2 separate regions of the Gossypium hirsutum genome follow, and region 2 is linked to region 1. Evidence: chromatin contacts called from public Hi-C data. All regions are on one chromosome and are shown on one strand. Each heading gives the region's core, a stretch centred on a gene start, on an enhancer-like site or on the middle of the called end of the contact. The rest is flanking DNA. Distances are from core to core; before and after follow the strand shown.

Region 1 (5,341 bases), core at 1,129-3,628:
AAAAATCATCCATAAAATGTGCTAAGCATGTGATAGAAATATGTATAAATTACGGTTTATCAAGGACAGTTCAATTATTGGAGCATTCATCAGCGACATTAAAGAAATAATATGTCATTTTCAAGAGATTCAGATTCAATTTATCCCAAGGACTGAAAATATATGTGCTGAACTACTCACAAAAGAAGCGCTAAACAAAGGAATGAATTTTTAACTGGAAGGAGGGATTCCAGAAACCATCCGAAGAGAAATGGAGCACCTACGTCTGAGAGCTTTGATCCGAAAGGGAAGAAGGAGTGCCTTTAATGTTTGAAATGCTATTGAAGAAGAAAATGGGGTGTTACTTGAAATGGAAGAAGAAACAAAGCTTTAGTCTAAAAGAGGAGTGTCTGCAAAGATTGAAATGAAAGAAGAAAAGTGGATAACCTTTGAAATGAATGAAGAAACAATTAATTTTTTGATAAATGTAGCAGAAAAGTAAAAGATATGCTGCAGATCTACTATTTTACAGCTGTACCTGGTGATAGGAAATGATTTTTTTTTTTTGGAGGCCAGCTGTTCTGACGACTGGAGGTTTTGAATTAGGTTTCTAGATTTTGCTTTGTCTTTTCATTTCCTTTTTTAATTCTGCTGGGCCTTCTGCTGTAGGCCTGTTATTTATTTCATTGTTTTTACCTTAGCCCGATTAATTGAAGTGTACCCAATTCAGCAAATGGGTCTTCTTTGTTTTGAGTTTTTATTATAATAATAATCTAGTCGAATTTCAAAAAAAATATTTTATTAATTTTACATTTTTAAAAATTCTATAATTTTTATGAGAAAAATATAAGATTAAATCAAAAGTTGTGTCCCCATTTAATTGGTCATTCGATTGATTTTAATGATCAATGAGGTCAAAGAAGGAAACCGTTAATGTAGAGGCTTAAGGCACCAACTCACCCAAGTGCTTAAATATTAGTATAGATGATGTTATATATATATATATTTGAACCTAAAACACCATAAATTTTAAATTTTAAATGTTATCATTCCAACCATAGTTGCATTTAGTTTTTATATAAACTTATAATAAATATATTTTTTATATTTTTTTTACCCACAATGTGGGTGTACCATAATCTCGTTATAATAAAATCCCTTGTTGAGATTAATGTCTCAAGAAAATTACTTTAAAAAATATTTTTTTAAAAAAAAGAATAAATCTCATTCTAGTGGTGCTTTTATTTTATTTTGTTTTGTTTTTTTTACTATTTTTATATGAAATATTCAAATAAAAAACTAAAAATCACTAGTTAAAAAAATTCAAATGTCTTAAAATGGAACCAAAATTGATAAAAAAAAATTATATAAAAACTTTACCACTTCCTCTGTAATTAAATTATAAATAAATTTTTTATAAAATTAATTTTAATATAAAATTTTTCATTCACCTACGACACGATCCTAGTACATATAATGTTTAACTATTAAACCAATCACACAAATGCAACAAAAATTACACCACTTTCTTTCAATGATAAGAAACCACATAAACTCACATTGACATTGTTATTTCGTTTTACTATTTCATCAAATTTTCAAATCTTTAATTCTTGGTTTGTGATTATGAATTTAAATTTTATTTATTATGTAATATAATTGAGATTTAAAAAGTATAAAAATATAAATTTATCAAATTAAAAAATATTTTTTAAAATTTCAAATTTGCTATTAGATAATCATGAATTTGAGAAATAATTATAAATACAATATTTTTAAATATTGTACCATTCAAATTATTCTATTTTTAATTCTAAATCCAAATTTTGAAAGTTAACTTGCCAATAATAATAAAGTTAAAATATGTTGTTTTTAAAAATTTAGAATTTAATTTTTGTCCTTTTATTTTTAAAAATTTAATTCTTTTATTTTGCATATTTGAAAATTTAAGTGTAATTATTAACACTATTAAAATTTTTTTTTATTAAATTTAGATTCGTTAAAAAAAATTTTAGTTACATAATTACCGAATGAAATTTTTTTAAAACATTACAACAATAAATTTAATAAAAAATTAACCGCATTAATAATTAAGCTTAAATTTAGAATTTTAAAAAATTAAACTCATAAAAATATAAATATAAATATAAATATAAATAAAATAAAATTTAAATTCCGAAAAAGATTTTAACCTAATAATAAACGCATTGGGTAATAAGAAGAGATAAAAAGTAGAAAGTGAAAAACCAAACGAGTAGTTTCGCCAACTCGAAAACGAGGCTTTAACCCAAGGAATTCCCCAATACCGGTAAACTTTACACACCAAGGTGCATTTTAGCAGGATACCCTCAAAAGGAAATGAAATTACAAAATACCCCCAGAAATCACATAACCTGAACGTTAGAACCGGCCCTCTCCTTCCCTCACTCCCCAATATAAAATCTATATATCGCATGACGAAAACTCTCTCAACGCGTTCCCGTCGATTAGCATAGCAAAGAAGAAACCTACCCGCTACGACAAAAATTAACTCCTTCAAAGCCAGTTGAAAAAGATTAAGGAAATCCATCGGGAATTCTTGGTATTAAACATTGAGCTCGCTCTGTGATGCGATCAATGGTGTTTTCCGGTGAGAGAGGGATGGCGATGGGACCCGAGAGATCAAAACCTCTTCACAATTTCAACCTTCCTTGTTTGAAGTGGGGCAATCGGAGATATCTCAGGTGTATGAAACTTGACGATGCTTCCACCGCCACCGACTCTTCCACCGCCCCCCCTGCTGATCACAACCAGCATTGTCGTCGCCGTGTCCTTCAAAGACGCCGATCTCCCCCCTCTAAGTTTGACAGTTTGATGGTTGGTGGAATGCGGCGGCGCGAATCAGAGTCATCTCCCAGCAGCAAGAACACCGATTACGCTAGGGAGCAGCGGTTGAGGATATCTAAGGGGGAGGCGGCGGCGGGGATCGAGGCAGTTAGGGAGAAGATCATTAAGGATCTTAAAACGGCGGCGGATGAGATCAAAGATGCAATTTTTAGAGACGAAGTGTCCGACGACGATGAGGTGGATGACGACGAGGAGGAATTTGAAGAGCCTAAACATAAGCACAAAGTTAAAGATAAAGAGAGGGAGGAATCGCCTGCGGTAGAGGTGGAGGCGAGGCCGTGGAATCTGAGGACAAGGCGTGCCGCGTGTAAGGCTCCGGTTGACGGAGAAGTAACTAACAACAATTACAGTTCTCCGATGAGGAATGAGGTGTTTCAGTCATCCAGAGTAAGAGACAAGGGACCACCGGCGGCATCGGCGGTGGCCTCCGACAAGAAAAAGCCACGACCGAAATTTTCGGTGCCGCTATCGAAGAAAGAGATCGAGGAGGATTTCATGGCGATGGCCGGGCACCGCCCTCCGAGAAGACCAAAGAAACGCGCACGCAATGTTCAGAAGCAATTGGATGTAAGTTTCGTTTTATTTTTTTTTTATTTTTTACATTTTTTCCGATTGTTTTTGGTGTTTTTCATTATTTATTTATTTGTTTATTGGTTGGTTATTGGTTTTGGTTACAGTACTTGTTTCCCGGATTGTGGCTGACGGAGGTAACGGCGGATGCCTACAAGGTTCCGGAGTTGGCTGAAAACGGCAAGGTAAAATCTCTTATATATATATATATCCTAATTTTAATCCGTCTTTTTTAAATTTTAACAAAAAAGAAGCCAACTACCAAGAAAATACGAATTCAAAAAAAAAAGTTCCACCTTTCTTCTCCTCTCTGTTTCTGATCATCTTCCGGGAACCAAACAAATAAAGAAAGGAAAGGGTCTAATGTAAGATCTCCGCATTGTGATTGAATCGAGATTTGACATGTTGCTATTTGACTTTCTGCAGAGGTAGTAAAGGGGGTGTTTCAACTTGCAACAAGCTCGATTGGAGGCTTCTGTTTACCGACTGATGGTAATTTTGTGACCGTAATTAGTCGTCTCGTATACAGTGGTACCAGACCTTTGTGAATTTAGGAATTTCACAAAAACAAAGTTGAATTTGCCTTTTTAACTTTCTGGTGTCGGTTCAATTGCTTTAAAGAAAATGCTAATTTTTGTTTTAATATGCTCTTCATTCATTTTATTTCTTTATCTCAAGCTGAATAATCTTGTACAAAGTAAGGTGACAAGTACATCTGTGTTTTCTTTTTAATAGAAGAGAATGGTTCTTCTGATTACAATTGTTGAATGGTCTTTTTGATTCTGTTGAGTGCACCAAGTAAAATCCTGCTACTTACAGTTATTAAACCAAAACATTTAACAACTGCATTTGTGTTGGTACGAATGAGGAACAAATGATAGTATATCTGCAGATGCTGTAGCTTTATCTGAATTGAACTTGCATTCTTGATAATTGCATCATAGCTAATTCTTTTGGTTATGCTTGTTTGGATTTCTAAAGCTAATTGAACTCGAGAGTGTGCATAACTTGGATTCTTATGCACCTAATTCAAAAACTGCTATTTAAAACAGGTTTTCAACTTGCAGACTATTTGGTTAAGCGTTATTTTGGATTTGCTAAAGCTAAATGGAAAACATTGAACTGTGTTGTTTGGCCATTCATTGGGCATTGGTAGAGCTATCACTGACTTCCAGCATTGAGAAAAGCTACTTTTAATCCTTGGGTTGTTCATCCTTGGTAATTGCATTTGTGTTAGGTAATGAAATAACATACGAGTGCATTCATTGGTGTCTCTCACAATAATGCCTGTTAAGACACAAGGAGCTTTTTGAAACCCTCGCTCCCACCCACCTAAACAATGTATTGTTGTTGGATTAAAAGCAGTAGTGGAACAGAGAAGATCACTAGATATAAGATTTTGGCACGGGGTTGCTGAGGCAGAGATGGAAGGAAGCCCGCAGTCTCTCTGATTCAACAAAACCAGCCAAATTTGACCACGGAAACGTGTCTGTAGGAGGCCCCAACTCCCTTCGCATTTGCAAAGCTTGTATCTTTATTTCCGGATGAGGAGGATTTTGTATAGTCGCAGGCCTTGATCGCTTATGTCTATGGAATGTCCGCGAGGAATAAGGTCCTCTTGGCTCTTTTTTTGGGTCCTTTATCATCTTAAAAATCACGTCAAATTGGATGACTTTTTGTTTTTTTTATCTTTTATTTTTTTATAATTAATAAAGAAAACGGGGTTGTTTAGGATCGAATTCAAATTCTAATACCTATAACATAATACTTTTATCATTAGATTAAGAGATTGTAGGCTTTTGTTTTTATTATTAATAAATGAAAATAAAAATAAGAAACGTAATATTGTGCAATACAAACAATGTAGGATATAACAGAGAAGTTGGGGGTTGGGTAGAGGGATCAT
Region 2 (5,341 bases), core at 1,541-4,040, 160 kb before region 1:
GCCTTTAAAAGACTAATTTAGTAATTTGGCTGAATTGAACCCTTATATCATTAGGGAATATAACAGAAGAACTACAGATAGTTCGAATAGAACATTATGAACTGATTAATAATACATTTAAGAGGTATGGTAAAAAAAAAAAAGCTCGAGTAGCTGCTAGTCTCTAGTTCCTTGAGAGTTTGGTTGTCCTGAGTGTCGTCTAGGATTGCATTCTGTGCTGTCCATGCAAGTGTAATAAGATTGACTAAGGTCTTTTCCCTTTGAAATTGTTGATCACTCAATTAAGCTCAGTTGACCAGCTATCATGTCCTTGCTGTATTAGTATGTAAAATGCTCTGCCATAACTACACGAAAGAACAACAATTCCATACACTCATTACAAAGAATGCAAGTAGTGGAGTTCACGGACCAGACTATTAAAGAAAACTTTACACATGTAACCAAATTCACCAATATGAGCATTGATATCTCTTTTATATGAGATCTTATGAGATTATTGATTATGAATATGTTTACTTGATCATTTCAAGATTATGTTTTCATTACTTGGAGTTGTTTGATGGTGAAGACAATAATACATGCTTTTTTGTTGGAAGATTACAGTGTTTCTTAGAGCTAAGACAATCTTTATTTTGTAGTGGACTTAATGAAAGAGGGTGCCACTGTAACACTCCGCAACGCGAAAATAGACATGTTTAAAGGATCAATGAGGCTTGCAGTGGACAAGTGGGGTCGTGTTGAAGTTGATGAACCTGCCAGTTTCAATGTGAAGGAAGATAACAATCTGTCACTGATAGAGTATGAGCTGGTGAATGTTGTTGAAGAGTGATATTTTGTGGGCAGTGTTTGCTTTACTTCTGAACCAAGAATAAAGTCCAGTGCACTTGTTGCCCTAATCTTATGCTACATCTCAATCTTCAAAAGGGTAATGGAAGTGCAATTTTAGGAAGAAGAAATCTGGAAACTAGTGTAGTGCTCAGAGTTGTTTCTCATGGTTGCTGTAAATCCAGCAGAACCATTTGGTTGGACCTCCAAACAGACATTTTAGAGCTAAAAACAGCTAGCTTTTGGTACTTGCTTTTACCTGTTTACTTATTTCTTCTATTCTGGGTAGCAACTGTTTATTGCGTTTAGATTAGACATGAGAAGTTTAATATTATGTAGGCCTGAAGTACTTCATAATCATATATTTCTTGCTGGTCGTATCTTTTCAAGTTATAATGAAGTGATATGATATGGCCTTTTTTTTTAATCTTCTTTTTGTTAATTTAGGGGAAATAGTTGCATGCGATTGAGTCATATACTCATGGCAATACCATTCATTTTCTTTGTTAGCATCGTTTTATTTAATGGCAGAACTAAATGCTTTAATGTCACTAGACTATTAAATGCTCATGTCAATACCTGCTGTATTCACTGCCCATCAAACTAATAAATATTCATGTGTTAACTAAAACTAGTGGTTTTTCTTGATGAAGGAAAAAAAATTGACTTATTAATCTCAAATAATAATTTAAAATAAAGGAAAAATGTTTACTTAAGATCTTGAATTTCAACCCTAACCGCAGCAGATTTAGGGTTTGTAGTGTTGCTTATTTGTATTTTTTTAATATTTGAATTTATATAATTACTTCAAAATTTAAATCTAATATGCATTTAGTTTCTACCTTCAAAACAATATGTATTAAATTCAAATCTTATTCTTAAGTATTTGGTTATGTTTGCTGAGGGGAGATTGATTCAATCCGGAGAAGTTTGTAAAGTGTCAGTTTCTTAACTTTGACGAAGGTTTGGGTATTTGAAAATGTGATGGGTTCACAGAATAAAAATGTTTCATCGGGTGCCTAAATAGGTGAATCATGAGTATGGATATAGTTACCCATCAATAAAATCTTATATTTGCGCATGGTAGCAAGTTGTAGCGTGATTTGCTCAAAAATATGGGTTCAAATTTCATCAAATGCAAATGGGAGATTTCCTTGATGTTTGTCCATTCACAACCTATATAGTTCACCTTCTCAGATACCCTATGAGCACACTTTCACTTTGTGAACCCGCCGTCTCTTGAGACATTTAGGCTCTCATTAGAGTTGGGAGACACTCTTCATTGACAATGATATCGGATGTGTTAAGGGGTTCATTGGCTTTGAGTAGACGATGGTTTGATATTATTTTTAATGGGGGAATTTCATATAATAATTGAGTTCAAATCCTGTCAAGCGCAAGTATGAGATTTCCTTGACGAGTGATTATGCGCAAAGTGTATGGTTTGCATTATCAAATACTTGATGGAGTACTTATTTTGTGAATCTATTACCTTTGTAGCCACTTCACAAATTTATTTTAACCAAATCGACCTCCTTTTAAAAAAAAAATTCAAGCAACATAGAATAAATGAATCCATTATTTATTAAAGTAAAATAACTTTAGATGATAAAATCGAATGTTTGAACTCCTTATTTCGTAAAGTAAAACAAACTTAAATAACAATAATTTAAGAAGTAATAATATATTTATTTCAAATTTACTAGCAATAGTGATTATAATCTAAAATTTAATATTATTTGATTTTGTAATATCTTACTTTTGCAAGAAATAAAATTATTATAAATTTCTTCCAGGTGATTAGTCCAAAGTCTGAGATACATTCTAATTATTAAGGAAAAGAAAATTAAAAATGGTTCACCATAAAACGTATCTTACTTTTTTCATTTCTATTCTAATTTCCATTGGTTTTTTCCGCTAACAAAAAGAGCTACGACGTCGTGTAAGATGATAGTATCGGAAACGAAACCCTGATAAAAACCTGGGATTTTCAGTAAACAACAAAACACAAAATGGAGACGGGTTATATGTGGATGAGGCGAGTCCGATTCGGAGTTAACCCTCTCCCCCTCGCTATGGCTTATTCCTCCTCTGCTACTACACTTCCTTGTTTTCCCCCTCACCCTCTCTTTTCCTTCACTTGTTTCAAACCGCCTCACCTCATTTCCTTACCTTCTTCCTATGGCCCTCGCTCCATTTCTATTTCCACCCCCTCTTGCTGCTCTTCTGCTTCCTCACTACTTTCCCTCCCAGAAAACCATGATTTCCCTGATGGTGAACGTGGCCAAACCTATACACATCTGTCCAAGGGCTCCAAGGTGCTTCTCAAAGGGCTGAATTATGCCGAGTTTCAAGTGGGTCTTTATTTTATTTGAACAATTTATGTTCTGAAGTTTGTATTTTGAATCCGTGTGTCTAATCTTATTGGGGGTTTCTTTTTCAGGAATGGGTTCAATCACATGGATTCAGGCCTGGTCAGGCTTTAATGTTATGGAAGCGTCTCTATGGAGACAATATCTGGGCACATGATATTGATGAACTAAAAGGTTTTTTTTTTCTTTCTATCAAGCTTACTTCATCCATTAGAGAACCATGTTTTTCCTTTTTTTTTGTTTTATTTTTGCTTTTGTAATCTTGCTAATGAGCGAACTGATTTAGTTCCCGTGTTATTCCTGTAACTTTTCTTTTGTACTGATTGAACTGATGTGCAATCGTGGCTTTTAGGATTAAACAAAGATTTCAAGAAAATGCTGAGTGAGCATGCTGAACTTAGGGCCTTGTCCTTGAAAGATATTCTCACTGCATCTGATGGCACTAGAAAGGTACGCATAATCTAATCATGTGCAATCTCTGGCAATGTGATTAGACTATTTGTTTTGACTCGGATGCTTTTCATCTCTGTAAAACCTTAAATTTGTATGTCCACCTTGGGTCAGTTGCTTGCGTTACTTTGAGAATCTTCTCATTGATTTTGAAACTCACACAGGAGGTTGCAGATATTGTTTGCGCTGGATGACGGGTTGGTAATAGAAACAGTTGTGATACCTTGCGATAGGGGCAGGACAACTGTTTGCGTTTCAAGTCAAGTGGGCTGTGCCATGAATTGCCAATTCTGCTATACTGGCAGGTAAATTATATTTTCCTCAATTGGCAATTTAGATAATTTCAGACTCTTAGAAATCTTTTGTCAATAAGGTGCATTCCTTTGATTCATGGATCCATATTGTAGGATGGGTCTGAGGAGGCATTTAACAGCAGCCGAGATCGTAGAGCAAGCAGTATATGCAAGGCGATTGCTCTCTGGTGATGTTGGTTCTATTACGAATGTTGTATTTATGGTATGTTTATTGTAGGTTTCTAGTGTTCATTGAGTGTAATGCTTGAGAAAATATAATTGCTCTCTTGCCCGTTGGGATCTGCATACTTTTTTCTTATATCTATTAGAATGTGTACTTATATTAATAATTTGGCATGTTGTGTGTCTACTAGATGGAGTTTTGTTGTTCTGGAAATGATTACGCAAACAGCATCAAACTGGTCTGTAGTCATAAAGTGCTAGTTATTTGAAAGTCAGTTTTTGAGCAAAAAATTTCATTTCTTTAAGGAATAATTGCAAGAATTCTGTTTTGACCTTCTGTTATTGCGTGTTTTAATTATATATGGCAAGTAGAGTTGTCAACCCTTTATATTGTGTATAGACACTCAAAAGAATTTCCCTTTAAATGAACTATTGTTGTTTCAATTTTCTTTTCCACATCAGCTTCTTTCAATTATTCTTGTGGGGAACAATGTAAATCTTGTGGGTATTTAATCCTGTTTTTGCTGTAGTAAACTCAATGGGTTTTGTTAGATTATATGGTAGTTGAGTAGTCAATGGTTTCCAGCTTACCTGTTTTGGTCGTAATAAATGAAAATATTGTGGGAATTTAATCCTCTTTCTACAGAATACTAGTGGGTTCAACAGGGTCGTCTTAGATTATCTGGGAGATGGGTATTCAATGATTTTTCAGTGAAACTCTAATCCTATTGTTGCTATGTGAATTTGTAGGGAATGGGTGAACCATTTCATAATATTGAAAATGTCATAAGAGCTGCTGATATCATGGTGGATGAACAAGGCCTTCACTTTAGCCCTCGCAAGGTCACTGTTTCTACAAGCGGACTTGTCCCTCAGCTGAAACGTTTTCTCCATGAATCAAAATGTGCATTAGCTGTTAGTTTAAATGCTACAACTGATGAGGTACTTTATTATCATATATATTCTTATTGCTGCTCCTCTTTCTTTTGCATAAATATATGCAGACATGCACATACACATAAGGGAGAGAGGAGTGCACTTGTGTGGACACTCGCACACTAAAGGAAGGCACAAATAAATGTAGAGGGGGAGATCTAGAAAGTGGGAGACTGACATTTTTTTGACAAATCATGCAGGTCAGAAATTGGATCATGCCAATTAATCGGAAGTATAAATTAAGCTTTCTTCTTGAGACCCTTAGGGAGGAACTAAAGTTCA

Evidence for each region. A called contact is a pair of places that touch in the nucleus more often than the background predicts.
Region 2: a contact with region 1 is called in a Hi-C map of leaf, with 2.4 times the contacts expected there. The contact joins the promoter of LOC121210963 here to the promoter of LOC121203041 in region 1. A contact is called at or near these places in 2 of 34 Hi-C or Micro-C datasets (both in leaf).

What each region holds. Positions count from the first base shown.
Region 1 is chrA12:89,253,895-89,259,235 of Gossypium_hirsutum_v2.1, reverse strand. LOC121203041 reads left to right here and starts at 2,378. Exons shown (of 4, transcript XR_005906270.1): 1 at 2,378-3,432; 2 at 3,543-3,620; 3 at 3,862-3,927; 4 at 4,673-5,251. LOC121210956 (a long non-coding RNA gene) reads right to left here and starts at 674. Exons shown (of 2, transcript XR_005906271.1): 1 at 181-674.
Region 2 is chrA12:89,418,193-89,423,533 of Gossypium_hirsutum_v2.1, reverse strand. LOC121210963 (dual-specificity RNA methyltransferase RlmN) reads left to right here and starts at 2,790. Exons shown (of 8, transcript XM_041083017.1): 1 at 2,790-3,179; 2 at 3,269-3,371; 3 at 3,550-3,647; 4 at 3,822-3,952; 5 at 4,055-4,163; 6 at 4,874-5,065; 7 at 5,260-5,341. The coding sequence starts at 2,838. LOC107946222 reads left to right here. Exons shown (of 3, transcript XM_016880455.2): 3 at 639-1,252. The coding sequence ends at 829.